Regions from separate parts of the Sus scrofa genome. Here region 2 is linked to region 1. The links are chromatin contacts, called in public Hi-C maps. All regions are on one chromosome and are shown on one strand. The core of a region is the stretch at or near the end of the contact, and the rest is flanking DNA. Distances in the headings are between cores, read along the strand shown.

Region 1 (3,667 bases), core at 190-2,689:
TATGGATATTTGTGGACCTAAAAAACACTTTTTTTGTTTCTTACTGGAATCCAGCTCTAGTTGGTTTTTATATTAGCACAGTTCTTCCTCTTCTGGTTTTAAAAGGCACAGAAGAAATGTTCAAATGACTGATGCCTGCAGTGGTTCTAGAAAAGTCAAGAAGATGCCTTGATATCCGCTTTGGCTGAACTACATAAGATGATCTCAACAATTGGGCTTTGAACTCAAAGCTCAGGTTTCAGGTAAGTGAGGCAAATAGGAAACTAAATGGAGGTTCAGACTTTTCACTGTCGGCCAAGACATTGCTGCTCCCTGAGAATGCTTTCCCTTAGGATAGAGGTCCTGTGGCTGGATAAGTAGGGCATATGAGATCATGTCATCAACTGTGTTGTCCAGTGAATGAGACAGACTTACTGTACCAACGAGGGCTTTCCAACCGCACCTTCGAAAGCTGCCTTTATTGTTAATGTCTAGTTACATGGGCCACACATGATCACACCGGGCACGTCATGAGATCCATAAAAGTAATAAGAAAAATAAAATTTAGTCACCCACCACCTAGTCCTATTAGCTTTTTGTCATATTCTTTTCTTATAATATATACATCACTAAAGTAAATACAAACACACACACACACACTCACAAAATGGGATCCTGCCACACATACGTAGGATATAAACTTTTTTTGAACTTAATAACATATTATTTTAAAGACAGAATAATCTTCCATACATGTTTTTCATTTACAATTCTCTTTTTAACAGCCTTCTAAGTTGTTTCTTAATTTTAAAAATACCAGGATGCACATCCTTTAAATATACCTACGGAATTAAAATGGCTCACTCAGAGGAGATACAGAATATAGGGGATTGAACATTGTTTTCAGATTATCTTCTCAAAAAGTTGTATCTGGGTAGCCAGAGTTGATTTGAAGTGTGATCTTTTGGGAATCAAATTCTTATATGCACATGAATCTATTTCTTGAGTCTCTTTCTGCTGGAGGGAACTGTCAGTGTTTCTGTACATAGTATCTCATGTGTTAATACTATAGTTTCACTGTGTGGGACAAGTTCCTCATATTATTCTTTTTTTTTAAGATTTCTCTGGGATTTTTTTTTAAAAAGAAAATGAGTCTTCTAGATGAATTTTAGAATCCTTTTGTCAGAGTCCAAGAAAAATTCTGCTGGAATGTTGATAGGAATTCCATTGTATATGTAAATCAACTTAGAGAAAATTTACATCTTATAAAATGTAGAGTCTTCCTGTTAAAGAACAAGGTGAATTTCTTCTCTTACTCTCATCTGTATGTGATCCTAACCACGTTTCCCTTTTTCCTTCTCCTTTTTTCCTAAAGCTCCTGCACATTTCTTGCTAATATCATTCATGAGTGTGTGATTCATTTTTTTACTTTTGTGCATATGATCTTTTCCTTCCATGTGCTGGCTGCCGATTGTACCACAAATATGTAACCTACTGACTCATATCTTAACTGATCTTAATGAATATTTTAAACATGTTCATTGTGTCTAGTAACTTTTCAGTTGTTTTTTTTTTTCTCTTGGCTTTTCCTGCTCTATGATGCAAGTTATTTGCATATAAATATTATTTTATTTCCCAAAATGATTTATTCCACTCAGGGCCAGAGATGGAAGGGAGAATCTTAAAATTTGGATGCACAAGTAGGATGAGGCACAGTTTAGCACTTACCCTCAGCAAAAGGTGGCCTTGAGTGGAGAGTTCTAAAATTGGATTTTTACTCTTCCTACCCAAAGCTTCCAGTTCTTTAGCAATAAAGGCCATGATCCAGCCACTTTGGTAGACAAGTGCGACTTGGTGCACAAAACAGCTGCTAGTTAGAAGTTCCTTGTTATTCCCCATCCCATGAGCTCCAGGAGCCTCTGGGTTCCCCTGGCTCAGCCTAGAGAACTGCGTTCTCTTCTGGATGGAGGATGCCCATCTGTGCTCCACTGCGCTGCCAGGCCTCTCCTGTCCCTAGAGTGTGTCACCCACCAGCAATCATGTCTCCACCCATGTGCTCCATCGATGGGAAATCTGCTTTCTTTAAGTGGTCTGTAGGGTCCCTGACAGAGCAGGCAGAGATAAAAGACCAGGAGGCTTTTGCGCATTCCGTCTTGGCTCATGCTCTGCCCCAAACAAATAGTAATCTCTCAGCTCACAGTGTCTTGGGGACAGTAATGCCCAGAGGAGTGGATGTTGACAGCTGATGTTTTATTTATTTATTAAGGTTTTGGTGGTGCCTGCAGCATCCTTGAAAGCCAGGGATCAAATTTGTGCCACAGCTGTAACCAGAGCCACAGCAGCAACCTGAACCAGTGACAATGCCAGATCCTTAACCCGTTGAGCCACGAGGGAACCCCCACCACTGATACGTTAAATACTGTCTCCTCATCTGCTATTTTCTTTTTTTTTTTTTTTTTTTTGTCTTTTTGTCTTTTGTCTTTTTGTTGTTGTTGTTGTTGTTGTTGCTATTTCTTGGGCCGCTCCCGCGGCATATGGAGGTTCCCAGGCTAGGGGTTGAATCGGAGCTGTAGCCACCGGCCTACGCCAGAGCCACAGCAACGCGGGACCTGAGCCGCGTCTGCAACCTACACCACAGCTCACGGCAATGCCGGATCGTTAACCCACTGAGCAAGGGCAGGGACTGAACCCGCAACCTCATGGTTCCTAGTCGGATTCGTTAACCACTGCGCCACGACAGGAACTCCTCATCTGCTATTTTCTGATGGTTCGCAATTCTACAGCAAGTTCCTCCTATTCATTTTGCTTTTCATTTTACTATCCTTCTCTCTCCGCCAGGTGCTCAGAAGAATCCTTTACAAAGAGAATCATATTTCCATTATCCCAAAATGGAAAAAGGAGAAGCAAAACTGCCTGCAGATTGTGCAAATTATGTAAGGAGCAAAACCACTCATGGTTTTTTTCCTCCAGTTCTAAGAATTGGGCATGTAGGTAAAAATAATTCTGGAAACCACTGAAATGTCTGGGAGGTACATTGCTTCCACTTTTCTGTTTCTGCATTACGAATGGCAGTCCCAGCAGGGGTCTGGGGTGTTTTCTTTTAACTCCAGTGCTTTATCTTCCTTTCATTCTATTCCCATAGAAGCCTTTGCATAGATCTATTCCCTGGGTCCTCTTTCCACCACTTTGAAGCTGATGGTCACATATTTTCCATAAGCCTCCAAGACAACCATCTATCTTCCCTTCCCAACTTCCTCCACAAACTTTTTATTCTAATCAAAACTTCTACCAGAATTTATACATTAGCTCCAAAGAGCAAGAGACAACATAAAGTGGTAGCAGGAAAAAAAAAAACAACAACTGTGTATAGATTTATTGCTGGGTCCTCTCTTTACTATATGACTTTGGAAAGTTACTTAAACTTTCAACACCTGTTTCCTCCTGTATGAAATGGGGATAGTAATGTTTCCATTTTATGAACAATCTGAATGACCAGTTCCTTTGAGTGCCAAGTGTGTGTCAAGTAATTTACCACGCACTTTGCGTTCCTTAGCTCATTTAATCCTCACAGTAATTTCTGATATAATTTCAATTATCATCTCCCTTTTTTTGTTTTGTTTGGGTTTTTTGTTTGTTTGTTTTTTCTTTTTATAGCTGCACCTCTAGCATATGGAAGTTCCTTGCTTAC
Region 2 (3,663 bases), core at 661-3,160, 110 kb before region 1:
AGGCTGTGCCCCAAGGAAGAGGGGCGGGACAACCTCGTAGCCACTCCCAAAGTGGCAGACTGATCAAAGCCGCCTGACCCTGTGCCTCTGGAGCAGGGAGGGGGGGCTTTATTTCAATCTGTATTTAGACCTAGACATTTCAGGCTTTCAGTCCCATCCCTTCCTCCGGATGTGTCACTCTCATTGTCTTAGTTGGTTCCGTAGAGGCTTATCTGTGCTCTAGAATGTCCATCTTGGACTATAGACATGGATGATTTACTTATATTATATTATATTATATTATTAGAATCTATGTGACATGGGTGAGCTCATGCACACACACACACACACACACACGTAGAGGAGAGAAGAAGCAAAACTTACAACTCGGTAAGAACAGACCCCTGGGTTTTCTTCCCACAGGAAACCAGCAGGAAGAAATCAGAGGGAGGCAACCAGACCTCAGACTGAGGCTTTTAATTAAGGTCTGATGAGGTGTGGTGCCCGCCCGCACTCAGAGTCAGGCAGACGCACGTGGCTGGTCACTGGTTTGCACACACAGGCCTGTAATCTACCGCCAACCAGGCGGTGGTGGCTGACAGACGCCCAGCCCCCCTCCCCAGCCTCCAAGAAGCACGTTTGTTCCAGAGGGAGCCTCGCAGCTCACGTGACGTGAGTCTCGCAGAGCCAGCATGGAGAGAGGGCCAGGCAAAGGCCACTGTTCTCCAGGAAGAACGTTCCAGAACCGAATGCTATTTCTCTCCTGGCGGGCCTTGAACTTGGGAGCTCTAAGCACTCCGTGCATTAGTGTAGGGGGTGAGGCCAGGGGCTCCAAGGCTGCACTGGGGGAGGCAGGGAAGGGAACAGAGATGGCAAAGGCAGGGAGAAGCTGAGTCACCTCCGGGGCAGAGACGTTCGCCCCCTCCTGGCAGCAGGACTGATTGCCCCCAAGGACAGTTCCAGTTCTGAGCTGACAGTGTGGATGCCCAGCCCCTCCCTCTCCTCACTTCCCCCAAATAAGCCCATCTACTGACTATAAGCTTAGTACGGCCGGCATTATGCCCATTTTACAGATAAGGAAATTAAGGTTTCCAAGAGATCAGCTACTTTTCCTAGCTCACCCAGTGAGAACGGGCAGAGCCAATGCACATCCAGCCCAGATTCTGCATTTCTCAGAAACGCCAGTGACCAAGGACCCAGGGACCAAGTTGCTTGTCCACTCAGCCCAGAGCTGGGTCTGCAGAAATCTTTAGGTAAATATGTGCTTGCTGGTATTGGGGGCTGGATCCTCTTTCGCTGCGGGGTGGGGCTGTCCCGTGCGCTGAAGATGTTGAGCAGCATCCGTGGTCTCCACCCACTAGGTGGCAGTCGCATCCCCCCCGCATGCAGTCGTGAGGACCAAAAACCTCTCCAGACATTGCCAAACGTCCCCTGGGAGGCAAAATTGCCTCCACTGAGAAACGTACGGGTAGAGAAGCAGGCAGCTCTTCACCAAGGACCCCATCAGCCTTGATTTCTGCCGTAACTTGTGACTACTACATAAAGCACACACAGCTCGTACATTCTCCATTTTCTTTTCCTACCCGCATCCCCCTCTGAGCCTCTGTACATCCAGCTCCTGGGCTGTTAGCACCGGGCTGATTTGCAGGCCAAGTTCATCAGGCTCGGCGGGGACAAGGCTCGGAGTTGCCAGCAGATGGCGCAGAAACACTGCCCGGGCTTCCTTCTGTGGCTGCTGAGTTCTCTGCGTCCTGAGACACTCTGAGAATCAGTGTTGGTGCTGAAAGAGGCTTTAGTGCCTCAATTCTCAACTGGGAGGGGGTGGATTTTCCCCCCTAGGGAACTTTTGGTGACAGCGGGAGACATTGGATTGTCACGGTTGAGGAAGGGACAGCTACTGCCATCTAGCGGACAGAGACCAGGGCCACTGCTGGTGCGCAGGACAGCCTGCCGTGCCAGGAATGATCCAGCCTTGGAAGAGCCACTGCGCTGCGCTTTATAGATAGTAACCTGAGGACAGAGAGGGATAGCTTCAACGCAGGATGGCCTCCCGCCCTAGTTATAGGATGTGGTGATGGGACCAAAACTCATTGAGATGAAGATTTATAAGTACCTACGCTGGGGGGCAAAGGATCTCATCTCTTTTTCTTTCTCTGAGTTTGGCAGATGTGCTCAGGAAAAATTGGCTGAACTGGATTGAATCAGCCCCTCCACGTCTGAAGATGGGCAATAACTCTACTGCCTTTGGCACTCCTCCCGATCAGATGTGTATAGCTGCCAGAGCACTGGGGGTGAGAAGGGCTGGGCTCTGTAGGTGAGTCCTAGGATCGCCCAGTCACGTCTGCTATGGGTGCAGAACCAGGTAGTCAGAGGTTCAGCCTTTTTGCTGACTCTAGAATAGACGATCAGAAGACTGGGAAGAAAAGATTCCATTAAAGAGGTGGTTTTTATTTTTTTTGGTTTTTGGTTTTTTTGGTTTTTTGTTTTAGGGCCACACTTGTGGCATATGGAAGTTCTCAGGCTAAGGGTCAAATCAGAGATACAGCCACGGCCACAGCAAAGAGGGATCTGAGCTGTGTCTGCGACCTACACCACAGCTCATGGCAAGACCAGATCCTTAACCCACTGAGCGAGGCCAGGGATAGAACCTGAATCCTCGTGGATACTAGTCAGATTCGTTTCCTCTGAACTACAGCGGGAAATCCCGAGAGGATTTTCTTATAAGTCCTAAGTCTTCTGAATCAATTCACTGTAACACAGATAAACAAACACCAGGATGCATTTAGAGCACCCGAGACAGCATGGATAATGTGTCTGAAGATCAGCAGGTGTTGATGGGTTTTCTGGTTTCATTTACTGGTTACAGGATGGAAAAGGCTCACCAGAATTACTCCTCCAACAAACTCTGCCTTTGAGGAGGTGCTGGGCAACTGTATCTCGATTTTGCTCAGGTTGTTCTGTACAGGTGCACCGTCTCCACGGGTGCTGCCTCCATGCTGACCTTCCTCTGTGGAGGATTTGAAGCTGGACACTAATTCTGACTTCAATCTTCACCACTGCTCAGCCTGGCCATGTCCCATCCCTCATCCCAGATGCAGTTGCTCACCTGTGAACACTACTGATGATGCTCCCTGCATCACCGTTGGATATATTTCCCAAGGTAAAGGATCAAGGAGGAGGCTCTGTCTCTCCAATGTCCGCAGGCCTCTTATTTCACGTAAGATGGTACCTGGAGTCTTTCTGATGTCCAGAAGGCATCAGATAGCTGGACCTCTACCTACTTTCCTGCCTCATCTCCCACCACCCTCCCCTTCACTGCTTCCAGTCCAGACTTTCTACCCTTCTTGTTGTTCCCCCAACACCATAAGCTTTATCATACCTCAGGACTTTTGAACATCCTATTTTCCCTGTTGAGGCAGCTCTTCCAAGGTGGGTCCTTCTTGTCCTGCAGGTCTCTGCCCAAATGCAAGCTCTTCAGGGAAGTCCTTGGGACTCCCACGGAAAGAGCTTTGCACCCCCCTTCCCATCATCACGCCAAACCATAAGTCCCCGTTTAGTCCCTTGAAAATATTTAAGCTGTTGCTCAGTCAAGTTTTGTGTTAGTTGCGGCTGAACACAAGTCTAGAAGATGGACTCCTCAGCAGATGTAGTTCTGCTCTGACCTGGTGGAATCATTACAATCAG

The links. A called contact is a pair of places that touch in the nucleus more often than the background predicts.
Region 2: a contact with region 1 is called in a Hi-C map of embryonic fibroblasts, with 2.8 times the contacts expected there. The contact joins two enhancer-like sites. A contact is called at or near these places in 1 of 5 promoter capture datasets (liver) and 13 of 47 Hi-C or Micro-C datasets (adipocytes, brain, embryonic fibroblasts and 7 more).

The regions. Positions count from the first base shown.
Region 1 is chr7:115,652,808-115,656,474 of Sscrofa11.1, reverse strand. No RefSeq gene overlaps it. Among named protein-coding and RNA genes, the nearest start is that of SERPINA11, 27 kb to the left of the region's middle. Within about 2 kb of position 1,439, at least 2 of the 83 cell types and tissues checked have an H3K27ac peak or open chromatin away from gene starts, as enhancers often do. A contact at or near this core is called in embryonic fibroblasts, where this site is marked.
Region 2 is chr7:115,766,863-115,770,525 of Sscrofa11.1, reverse strand. No RefSeq gene overlaps it. Among named protein-coding and RNA genes, the nearest start is that of SERPINA5, 31 kb to the left of the region's middle. Within about 2 kb of position 1,910, at least 19 of the 83 cell types and tissues checked have an H3K27ac peak or open chromatin away from gene starts, as enhancers often do. A contact at or near this core is called in embryonic fibroblasts, where this site is marked.